Regions from separate parts of the Rattus norvegicus genome. Here region 1 is linked to region 2. The links are chromatin contacts, called in public Hi-C maps. All regions are on one chromosome and are shown on one strand. The core of a region is the stretch at or near the end of the contact, and the rest is flanking DNA. Distances in the headings are between cores, read along the strand shown. Region 1 overlaps Corin (corin, serine peptidase). Region 2 holds the start of Corin (corin, serine peptidase).

What was found. A called contact is a pair of places that touch in the nucleus more often than the background predicts.
Region 1: a contact with region 2 is called in a Hi-C map of liver, with 5 times the contacts expected there. The contact joins the enhancer-like site here to the promoter of Corin in region 2. A contact is called at or near these places in 11 of 12 Hi-C or Micro-C datasets (the A7r5 cell line, the Rat2 cell line, Schwann cells and 7 more).

Annotation. Positions count from the first base shown.
Region 1 is chr14:36,221,833-36,226,856 of GRCr8, forward strand. It overlaps Corin (corin, serine peptidase), which reads left to right. Exons shown (of 22, transcript NM_182473.2): 12 at 2,346-2,491; 13 at 3,212-3,319. Among named protein-coding and RNA genes, the nearest start is that of Atp10d, 140 kb to the right of the region's middle. Within about 2 kb of position 2,474, at least 1 of the 93 cell types and tissues checked has an H3K27ac peak or open chromatin away from gene starts, as enhancers often do. A contact at or near this core is called in liver, where this site is marked.
Region 2 is chr14:36,033,623-36,039,020 of GRCr8, forward strand. It overlaps Corin (corin, serine peptidase), which reads left to right and starts at 1,944. Exons shown (of 22, transcript NM_182473.2): 1 at 1,944-2,235. The coding sequence starts at 1,969.

The DNA of each region.
Region 1 (5,024 bases), core at 1,224-3,723, 190 kb after region 2:
TACCGTCCTAATATGCTCCTGAACTTATGGATTAATGCATAGCTGGTTCTACTGAGTCCGTTTATTAACCTTAACATTTATTTTGTTTTAGAGAACCAGCTCTAATTTTTATTGATTTACATAAATATACTATTCACAATTATCAAATTAGATTCCCTCCAGGAATGCGAGGGTGCTTAAACATGGACAAAACAACAAACGTAGGTGACAGCAGATGCTGGCGAGGATGTGGAGAAAGAGGAACACTCCTCCATTGTTGGTGGGATTGCAGACTGGTAAAACCATTCTGGAAATCAGTCTGGAGGTTCCTCAGAAAATTGGACATTGAACTGCCTGAGGATCCAGCTATACCTCTCTTGGGCATATACCCAAAAGATGCCCCAACATATAAAAAAGATGCGTGCTCCACTATGTTCATCGCAGCCTTATTTATAATAGCCAGAAAATGGAAAGAACCCAGATGCCCTTCAACAGAGGAATGGATACAGAAAATGTGGTACATCTACACAATGGAATATTACTCAGCTATCAAAAACAACGAGTCTATGAAATTCGTAGGCAAATGGTTGGAACTGGAAAATATCATCCTGAGTGAGCTAACCCAATCACAGAAAGACATACATGGTATGCACTCATTGATAAGTGGCTATTAGCCCAAATGCTTGAATTACCCTAGATCCCTAGAACAAAGGAAACTCAAGACGGATGATCAAAATGTGAATGCTTCACTCCTTCTTTAAATGAGGAAAAAGAATACCCTTGGCAGGGAAGGGAGAGGCAAAGATTAAAACAGAGACTGAAGGAACACCCATTCAGAGCCTGCCCCACATGTGGCCCATACATATACAGCCACCCAATTAGACAAGATGGATGAAGCAAAGAAGTGCAGACCGACAGGAGCCGGATGTAGATCTCTCCTGAGAGACACAGCCAGAATACAGCAAATACAGAGGCGAATGCCAGCAGCAAACCACTGAACTGAGAATAGGTCCCCTATTGAAGGAATCAGAGAAAGAACTGGAAGAGCTTGAAGGGGCTCGAGACCCCAAAAGTACAACAATGCCAAGCAACCAGAGCTTCCAGGGACTAAGCCACTACCCAAAGACTATACATGGACTGACCCTGGACTCTGACCCCATAGGTAGCAATGAATATCCTAGTAAGAGCACCAGTGGAAGGGGAAGCCCTGGGTCCTGCTAAGACTGAACCCCCAGTGAACTAGTCTATGGGGGGAGGGCGGCAATGGGGGGAGGGTTGGGAGGGGAACACCCATAAGGAAGGGGAGGGGGGAGGGGGATGTTTGCCCGGAAACTGGGAAAGGGAATAACACTCGAAATGTATATAAGAAATACTCAAGTTAATAAAAAAAAAAAACTGGGAAAAAAAAAACAACAAACGTAATATATCACATTGACATTTAGTTTTTTAAGTTGCACATCAGAAGTTAACCAGCCTTACTGAGCCTCCCAGCGTGGAAAAAAGTTGAGGATTATTATGTCTTGGGTTCAAAATCCCCTTTGACCGAAGTTGCACCATCATGGCAAGTGCCTACTACTGAGCCCCACACAGATCTTGACAAGAGCTAACTTCCTTAAGCTTTTGGTGGGGCTGTTAGTACTATTTACATTTTATGGTAAGGTTCCAAAGTAATAGAGAAAATGGTTTCTTTAAGAGCACAGCTATGACTGAGTTCCTATACTTGTTGTAATATCCACAGCAGAACTCAAATGCAGCAGTAGCGGTGGAATAATATTGAACCTACCACTTCTTCAAGCTGAACGTGAGAATGGCCCACATTCATCTTTGTTGAAAATTCCAAACCTAAGCTAGAAACTGAGTTTTACCTTTAGAACAAACAAATAAGCAGTATTGATGACAGCTGAAGAGGGGGAAACAGAGGCAGGGCCCCAGATAAGCCAGCATAACATGTGGCCCTCCCCCTCATCAGAGGACATTTGGCTGGAGTCTCTTGTCCTTAGTCCATGGTGACAGACTGTGGGGAATGCTGGGCATTCCTTTGCTTAGAACCAAAGGCTAGAGAATGTTTACCCAAAAGACAGATAAGTAGAGAGCCAAAGGGAAGGGGGTCTGAGCTTGGAGAATATTTAATTTTGTGTCTGCAGTATTCTATTGTAGTGAAGGCAGCTGGCTCCTCTTGTCAAGATATTGTATATATATATATATATATATATATATATATATATATATATATATATATATATATATATGTAATGCTCATGCCTGTATGTTTCTACATGCTTCTTTACACAGTCCCGCATAGAATTTAAACCAAAATGCATGCTGAGCATACATTGGCTTCTGACACATTCTCTTTCTGCTTGTAGACTCCTGTGTGAGCACTCCAAAGAGCGCTGTGAGTCTGTTCTGGGGATCGTAGGCCTCCAGTGGCCTGAAGACACAGATTGCAGTCAATTTCCAGAGCAAAGTTCAGACAATCAAACTTGCCTCCTGCCCAATGAAGACGTGGAAGGTTAATGTTCCGGTTTATTCCAGTAGGGCATCTAACATTGTGTCAGCCGCTCTTTGCAGTCTGAGTTGGGGAGGGCTGATGTTGGTTTTCTATGTAGTTGTCAATTAGGCCGTGTAGGGAAATGAGGTTAAAAATTACTTGATTGTTCTAGAAGGCTCTGGCGCCTACTGGTTTGCTGCTGTCATTACTATCATGTGTAAAATAATTTTAAGCAATAAAAATGAACTCCAAGGTGAGCTTAGTCATACTTCACTGGCTAGTTGTGGATGCTGCTTGTTTTAGGGGCCAGGAAGCTAATGATGAGCACCAACCCTTGGTTCTTCTAAGTGAGACGGCAGTGAATTATTAACAGGAGGATTATTAATAGAAAAGTAGACTTTAGGACTGATCAATCAAGGGAAAGGCTAGAACTTCCGGGAAATTAGCATCATGGATTGCACAAGGGATTCTGGGGTTGGGGCCGTTGTTTGGTGTCTATTTGGAAAGGTGCTTAGTTGTTATAAGGCACAGATAACATTTGAAGAGATAGCACCAAGAATGAAGGAGAAGGGTGGAGATTAGCAGAGAGACGAAAGCCGCGTGAACTTCAGGCATTTCCGCTGTGAGGCTAGCCGTTCTTTCTTTAGTACTTGCCCATAGACAACACCCCAAATGCAAACATGGGTGTAGGCTGACCCCTTTACAATTCTGCCCACTGAGGGAAGCACTTCTTTTTGACAGAATGCTCTCCGAGTCACTTCAAGTGCCGCTCGGGACGATGCGTTCTGGGTTCCAGAAGATGCGACGGCCAGGCTGACTGTGATGACGACAGTGACGAAGAGAACTGTGGTACGTGTGCAAGGTGGCATTGTCTTTAATGTGCAGTAGCAACTGTCAAGAATAAGGGACTATGTTGGAATATGTAACTGTTTGCTTCCTCTCGGAAGCGGTGTCCGACCTCACACTAATGCATTCACTTCTGAAGGCAGCAGACCATAAGGCATGACTTGATGTGACTTTTCTCTGAAATTACATTTTAATTTATAATACAATTACATTTCAGTTTATAGCCTTAAATATATAAATAGTAAAAGGAAAAGGAAACAGTTCATACATGTAAAGAGCCATTTTTGTTATTACACTGCAAAGCAGTGGTTATCTGGTTTATGGGAAGATACCGATGTCTCGGCAGAGCCTTCCTCGGCCACTAATCAGGCATCTCCATCCATGAAGATAGTTCAGGCATCAGCGCTCACACTTAATTAAGATTCATTTTCATGCCCCTCTCCCCTTCCCTCTGTTGAGAAGGATAAACTCCCCTTGATACTTGTGCCATTGAGCCCCGACATCACCAGTGGGAAGGCTGGAGAGTCTAGTGCCAACTTGAACACAGCCATTCTCAGTTTATTTCCCTGAAAACTGTAGTTCTTGTATGCTGAGATGTTCCAGGGAGCATAAAACAGACAACGCTTTTCAACAGACAATGGCTGGCATAGAGCGGAATGATTGAAGTGCTATCTAAAAGCTAGTTTGCCTGTGATTAGTTAGCTTGTCATACCCCAAAATAAGATTGACACCTTATTTCGCTGGAAACCCATAAGGCAATATACATCTTGAGATCATTTTATTCTGTTGGCCTTTGAAGTATGAAATATTGCCTTCCCCCTCAAAATGAATTTTTGTAGTAAACACTGTCCTCCTGGTCAAGACAAAATGCCATAAGCAATCAACTGAACCACTATCAGCTACTATAAAAAGGACACACGCATATTCTAGAAGATTACATCTGTCAGGGTGATGGTACAGAGGTCAGTGTAATTTTGCTGTGGAACAATATTTAATAATTTGAGAACTTACTATAGTTTGCCTGTTCCTTTTGGCAGTTTTTTGTAAAATAAAAATAAAAAAATAAAAATAATCATTCACTGTGATTTGAGTGGTGTGTCCAGAATGTACTAGATTGTTTATGCAAGAACATTGGTATGCTAAGGTATGGTAGTTTAAGGTATGATTTAAAATGGATTAACTTAAGAGTATTCAAATGGTCCTATGACTCTATCGAGGAGACTGGCTCTAGATTTTTGGCAGGTGACGAAATATTTGGCAAGTTCTCAGTTGTAAAAAAAAATAATGGCTCGTGATGCTTGTGGGTACACACATGAGATCCCAGCACTTGGAGGTAGATGTAAGAGGTTGAGAATTCAAGGTCACCTTCAATCAACTACACAAGGAGATTGAAGCTAACCTGGGCTGCTACTTGAGGCTTTGAGTCAAGGAAACCACAACAAAACTAATAAAATACATCTTGCCAAGAATAAATGGTCTTCATTCTAAAGTACATTATGAGGCATTAATTCATAGTACTGTTATAAAGTCTTTAAATGGACCTGAAATATCAAAATTATAGTTAGATAATGAGTTTTCATTAAAGCTTTTCTCTTAGAAGAAAAAGATAAAATAAATGTCCTAGTCAGGGTTTCTATTCCTGTACAAACGTCATGACCAAGAAGCAAGTTGGGGAGGAAAGGGTTTATTCAGCTTACACTTCCACATT
Region 2 (5,398 bases), core at 694-3,193:
CTGTTTCATAGCTCCCACAGCTCCACCAGGGGGCAGAACTGGGAAAAGAAACTCATCTGCGACTTCAAGAACGGACACCCATTTGCAGACTGCTCAACTCTGGCCCTCAGGTGGAGTTGGCAGATGTGTCTCCTGGGCTCTGGATTCTCCGACAGGGGCCCTGTGAGTGGAGGTGTGTGCTAAGGCAGTGTCTCAGTAAGAACTCAGTCACAAAATGCCACCATCTCTGGGGACTGTCAGGTCACTGCCAAATAGATGACTGGTTACTCCAGCTGCCTCCCATCTCTGAGTTAAAAAGGATACGTGTGTGTGTGTGTGTGTGTGTGTGTGTGTGTGTGTGTGTGTGTGTGTAGTGCTTAGTGCAGAGTCTGCCATGCTGGAACACTGGGAGGTTGTGAATTATGAAACGCTTGTTAGAAACTGCATTCCTCACAGATGCTGGGATAACTTGAAATCAGTGTCCCACGTCTTTTTTTTTTTTTTTTTTTCTTTATTTCGGAGCTGGGGACCGAACCAAGGGTCTTGCGCTTGCTAGGCAAGGGCTCTACCACTGAGCTAAATCCCCAACCCGTGCCCCACGTCTTTAACTACACGTAGATGGCATTTCCCACACTGCATGTCTTTTCTGAGGCAAAGCACCCATTACCACTTCCTTCCAGTTGTACAAATGTGCCTTTTTGTCCACGCTTGTACTCAAGGGGCAGGTCCTATTGTCTACTATATGTGGCCTTCTCTAATGGAGATGGGCTACGGTATAACCTTGAACAGTCTTTGAAATTTTGAATAAAAATACACTTAAAAGTCATGTCTAAGAAAATTTAAATCTTTGTTATCCTTTTAAAATTTTTTTCTTTTTTCGATAAATATTTAAGAATTGCCTTGGCCTTCAATGCAACCTTTGCTTTGGAATGTCGACACTGTTCTCTCTCTTTGCTGCCACAGGAATGGGGCTGGGTCTGTCTGACAGGCACAAATTTGCCGGTCCCTGATTTCAGCCTTGTTCTTGTCCGGCAATGCCAGGCTGGAGTTCTGGCCCATAGGGCTTGAGCAGCCAAGCTGGCTCGCAAATGCAGTTTTCCCCCTAAACCTGTAGCAGAAGACAGATTTACAATTTGTGTAACGCAGATAATGTCTGCCTTCAAAACCTTACGTCTCTTCCAACACAACAAACAACATTGGATTGCCAGTGCCCGGAGGCAGTCATTTTGATACTTGCCTGGTTAGATTCCTGTTTGGGGGGATAGAGCATTCTAGGATGTTATAATGACAGTTCGGAGGAGAGCAGCCCTTTACACGGCTCAACTAAGTTCTGGCCTTTGCTGCTCCTGTCCCATAGTTTAAGGGTTTGTTTGTTTCCTGGTGTGGGGGATGGGGGCAGGAGACTCTTGGCTCTCCATCTGCCATAGAAAATGAACTTTTTTGAAGGCAGGGCTGGGTATGGAGGAGCTGTCTCATTAAGGGTTATGGGTAGGACCCAGAGACGTGAGTGAAGGGAGGGAGTGGTCTGAGGGTGGGGTCTGCCCAGCAACAAAATATGGGGCTCCTGTCCCCTGACTACAACTTCACTCCGAGTGAGGAGAAAGACACCCGTAGTTGCCTCTCCTAGAGATCCATAGAGCAGAGAAGAGCGACCGAGATAAGAGTGGACAGAGGATAAAGATATGTTCACGAAACGGCCCCCCGCCCTTGCTCCGGAGGAGCACAGTCGCCGAGCCGACGCCCCAAAGAGGGTAAGATCCACCCTCCTCGCTCCTCCAGCACACAGGTCGCGTGGCCTGAGTCCTGGTGACTTCAGAGTCAATCTTTTTCTCCCCGTCCCTTCCTCCCTCCATCGGGTGCCACCTCCTGCCTGTCCGTAGGTCAGTCAGTGAGCACAGACTTCTCAGTGGCTCGCTCAGTGCCCTGCAGCTAGTCCCCAAGCGGACAGTCCTCCACTCCCGTGGCTTGGAGTCGGAGGCTCGGACAGTCATGGGCAGGGTTTCTTTCAACGTTCGGGTCAGCTCTGTGAGGAGAGCCCGCTGCTCTTGTCCTGGGCGATGCTACCTGTCCTGCAGAGTCCCTCCAACCACCGCCCTCCATGCACTGAACGGGTTTGGCCGCGCGGGGGTTCTGGGGGAGACTGCAGGTGGAACCGTCGGACTCGGCCCCTCGGGGACCCGTGGCTTCCTCTCCGGGTCCAAGTTCCAGGCTTCGGGCAGCTTGAAGGATTGCTTTGGAGCCCCGCCTGCTCCAGACGTAAGCCTGCATCCCTACTGCGCGCGGCCCTGCTACTGGCGCCGTGACTAGGTCCCATTTGTAGTAGTGTCCCCCGTTGGGGATCAGTCAGTGCCCCGGGATGGTGCTATGCATTGGTACCGCACAACTAAGAGGTCGGAACGCCCGGGTCCCCTGCTCGCGAGCTTACTCCGGGACGGCACCGACTCCGCGCGCACCGAGCACAGTCCCTGGTTTGCAGCACAGGTTTTGAGCTGTTAGGATTTGGGACGCTTGCCCCAATCCCTGCAGTCCTGGGAAGGGTTAGCCTTGCTGCCACTGTCTGCAGAGAGAAGGAAGGGTACTGCAGAAGGTCCCCCTGACCTGAGCCCCAGGAAACCCAGTCTAGGTTGCAGCCACCCTTGTCTGCTGTGTCGTTAGGGTCTTGGAGTCCGCTGGTTACCGCCAGGATCCCTGTTGCGCAAAGCGGGAACCGGACCAGCCAGTGCGGGCAGGGAGAGAGCGTGCTTGGGAAGGCGTCCTGAGGTGCTGTCCTACCAGGTTCTGCTAGAACTCAGTGCGGGACTTCTGTGCCGGAGCTCTAGAGGCGGGAGAATGATAGTGGGCGCGCTTTGCGCAGCTTCCCAGTTTTGGGGACCGAGGTGGAGACTTAGTTTCCAGATTCCCAGGAAAGTAATCGTAGCAATCGCTTCCCACTGAAACTTCTCGGAACTTCGCGCTGCGAAGGCTTACAGAACAAGGCTCCGAGGGTCTCCAGGACCATGGCTATATAGTCATTCCACTTTTAAGATAGGAAGGAATCTACTGATGGACGCGTAAGTCCGCAGGAGAACAGCAGAGGGCCACCGCAAAGGGAGCCATGCTAGGACTTACTGCTGCTTGTTCAGGGGCGCATTTTGGTAGAGTTTTGAAGTGAGACGTGCTGTAAACATTAATTTTGGCAAATCTCCCGAACAAACAACAACTAGGCTTTTGGGAGTGTGTCAGTCACAATACCACCAACACTCCTCGTTTCCTGATACCCACTAGTCTTGTTTGAGAAGGCGCTCAAAATCAGTTTCTATAACCAAGGCTCTGGGGTGATATCCACGTAGGTGCTCGTCGAGCAGTTAGGACCTGCAGACTCCTCCTGACCACAACAAGAGTTTTGATTGTATGAAGTATCTTTAGGGTGAGTAGAACTTGGAGTAACCTAATCCTCAGGAAGCTGTGAAGCTTTCGTAGGGGAGGAGGGGTCTGTTCCAGAAAGTTCCATGTGGGATAGGGTTACAATAAAAATAAAAACCTAAGTTGTCCTTCCAGTGAGATAAGGAGACAGAAGAAATGAAGAAATGCTTTATTAATCTCTCCATGTAGATTTCCAAGAATGAGGTCTTTTGTTTGTTTGTTTGCTTTGAAGACACGGAATTGATTTTATAGCAGAGTGGACAGGAGGCCTTTGTATCTGCTATACTGAAAAGGCAAAGGACCGCTGTGGGGAGGTACTGCTAATTTCAGGATTGAACAGGGAGAGGTAGGGGCAGGGGCAAGAGGGGTGCTGTACACAAGGGCATTTAAGGCTCAGGGCCGTCTGGGTGAGGATCATCTCTGTTCAGGGTCTAGTGCTCCAGGGAAATCATCAAAGCATGGCCTCAGTCTCCATAGAGTGGTGACTGCCCCTGTGTAGGGGGTGAGTGTCACCCTGGGCTGGTCTCCCTGTAAAGCTCTCTGTTTCCGGAAGGTGTCAGCATAGCTACCAGGGATTTTGAGGTGCTACTTTGGGGAATATGGAACAGGGAGTCATACAAGCTCATGGAGGACAGTATCATCGTGTCTGTACCGAGCTGGCTTGTGCTTCAGGCTTGAAGGGGAATAAGAGACACCGGTTTATTTAGAGCTGAACCCCCCCCCCCCCCCGACCATTTTGAGATAGACATTCTTTAAATAGTTGCATGTTGTGTGCAAAGCGGAAAGCAGACCCAAGGTCTAAGGCAAAAGAGAGGAAGTGAAGGTAAAAGGTAGGGTGGTTTTTTGTTTTCTGTGTTTTTTGTTTTGTCTGTTAGATATCCTCAGGCATCAGTGAATCAAGGCTTCCTGCATCTGAGCCTTTAAAGAAAACAGCCTCTGAAGCCTGCTCACATCTCTCCCTGACAAGGGCGGGGAACCACTGTTTGGGAGATAGGGAGATAGGAGGGCAGCGCCTCCAGAGAGGGGATAGTGTCGTACTCTGATTTCTCTAGCCCTCATTATGCAACTTCAACACGGAAATGATACTCTGTTACTTCTGTCTCTCTTCTTTACCCCAATGTCCTTCAACACAAAGATCTGTCTCTCCCAGTGCTGCCACAGGAGCTCCCTGGGGACTAGGAAGTGCTGTAACACCAACTGTTTGCTGAAAACATCCAAGACAGTCAGTCATTATTTATTTGTCCTGCCACCAACAATTATACATCCCCGCCCCATTTGTACCTTCTATTTTACCCATGTAAATGGGAAGCCATAGTGCTTGGCTTAAGGAGGCTGACTAAAGTCTTAGGTCCCCACTGAGAGGTCAGGTAAACTCAGACGTGCTTAGCTTGTTCCTCTAAATACCTCTCTCTCTCTTCCCCTCCCCTCCCCTCCCACTCTCCTCCCCTCCCCTCCCCCCCTTCTTCCCCTCCCCTTATCTCCTCTTCCCTTTTCCTCCCCTCCACTCCCCTCCCTTTTCCCATTTCCCTCTCTGGTGCAAATAGAGAAACTATTGAATGAAAAGTGCCACAAGGAAGCATCTCTTATGAGGGAGAACATGGTTTTGGTGTCAGATCTCCAGCTCTAGTATTTTTTTAAATTATTCATCTGTTTTTATTTTATTCATCTGTTCCAAGTTTTAACAAATCTATTGTTATTGTGGATGTGTGCATGGTGATGTGAGGTCAAGCATGCCACAGCATGTGTGTGGAGGTCAGAGGACAGCTCCATGGAGCTTGTTTTCTCCTTCTGCCTTTATGTGGCTTCCAGGGGTTGATGTCGGGTTGGCAGCGCTGTGCAGCAATTGCCTTTCTTTCTGAACCGTCTCACTGGCCCCTCCAGCTCTAGGTTTTAAAAGCAACCAGATTGTGGCCATGACAAGTCATCTTGCCAAGTTCTGTTCCTCCATCAGAAAGAGGAGTTGGTATTGCTTCCACCTTCAAGGACACCATGTGATGCAGGAAATTTTTTTTTCTTT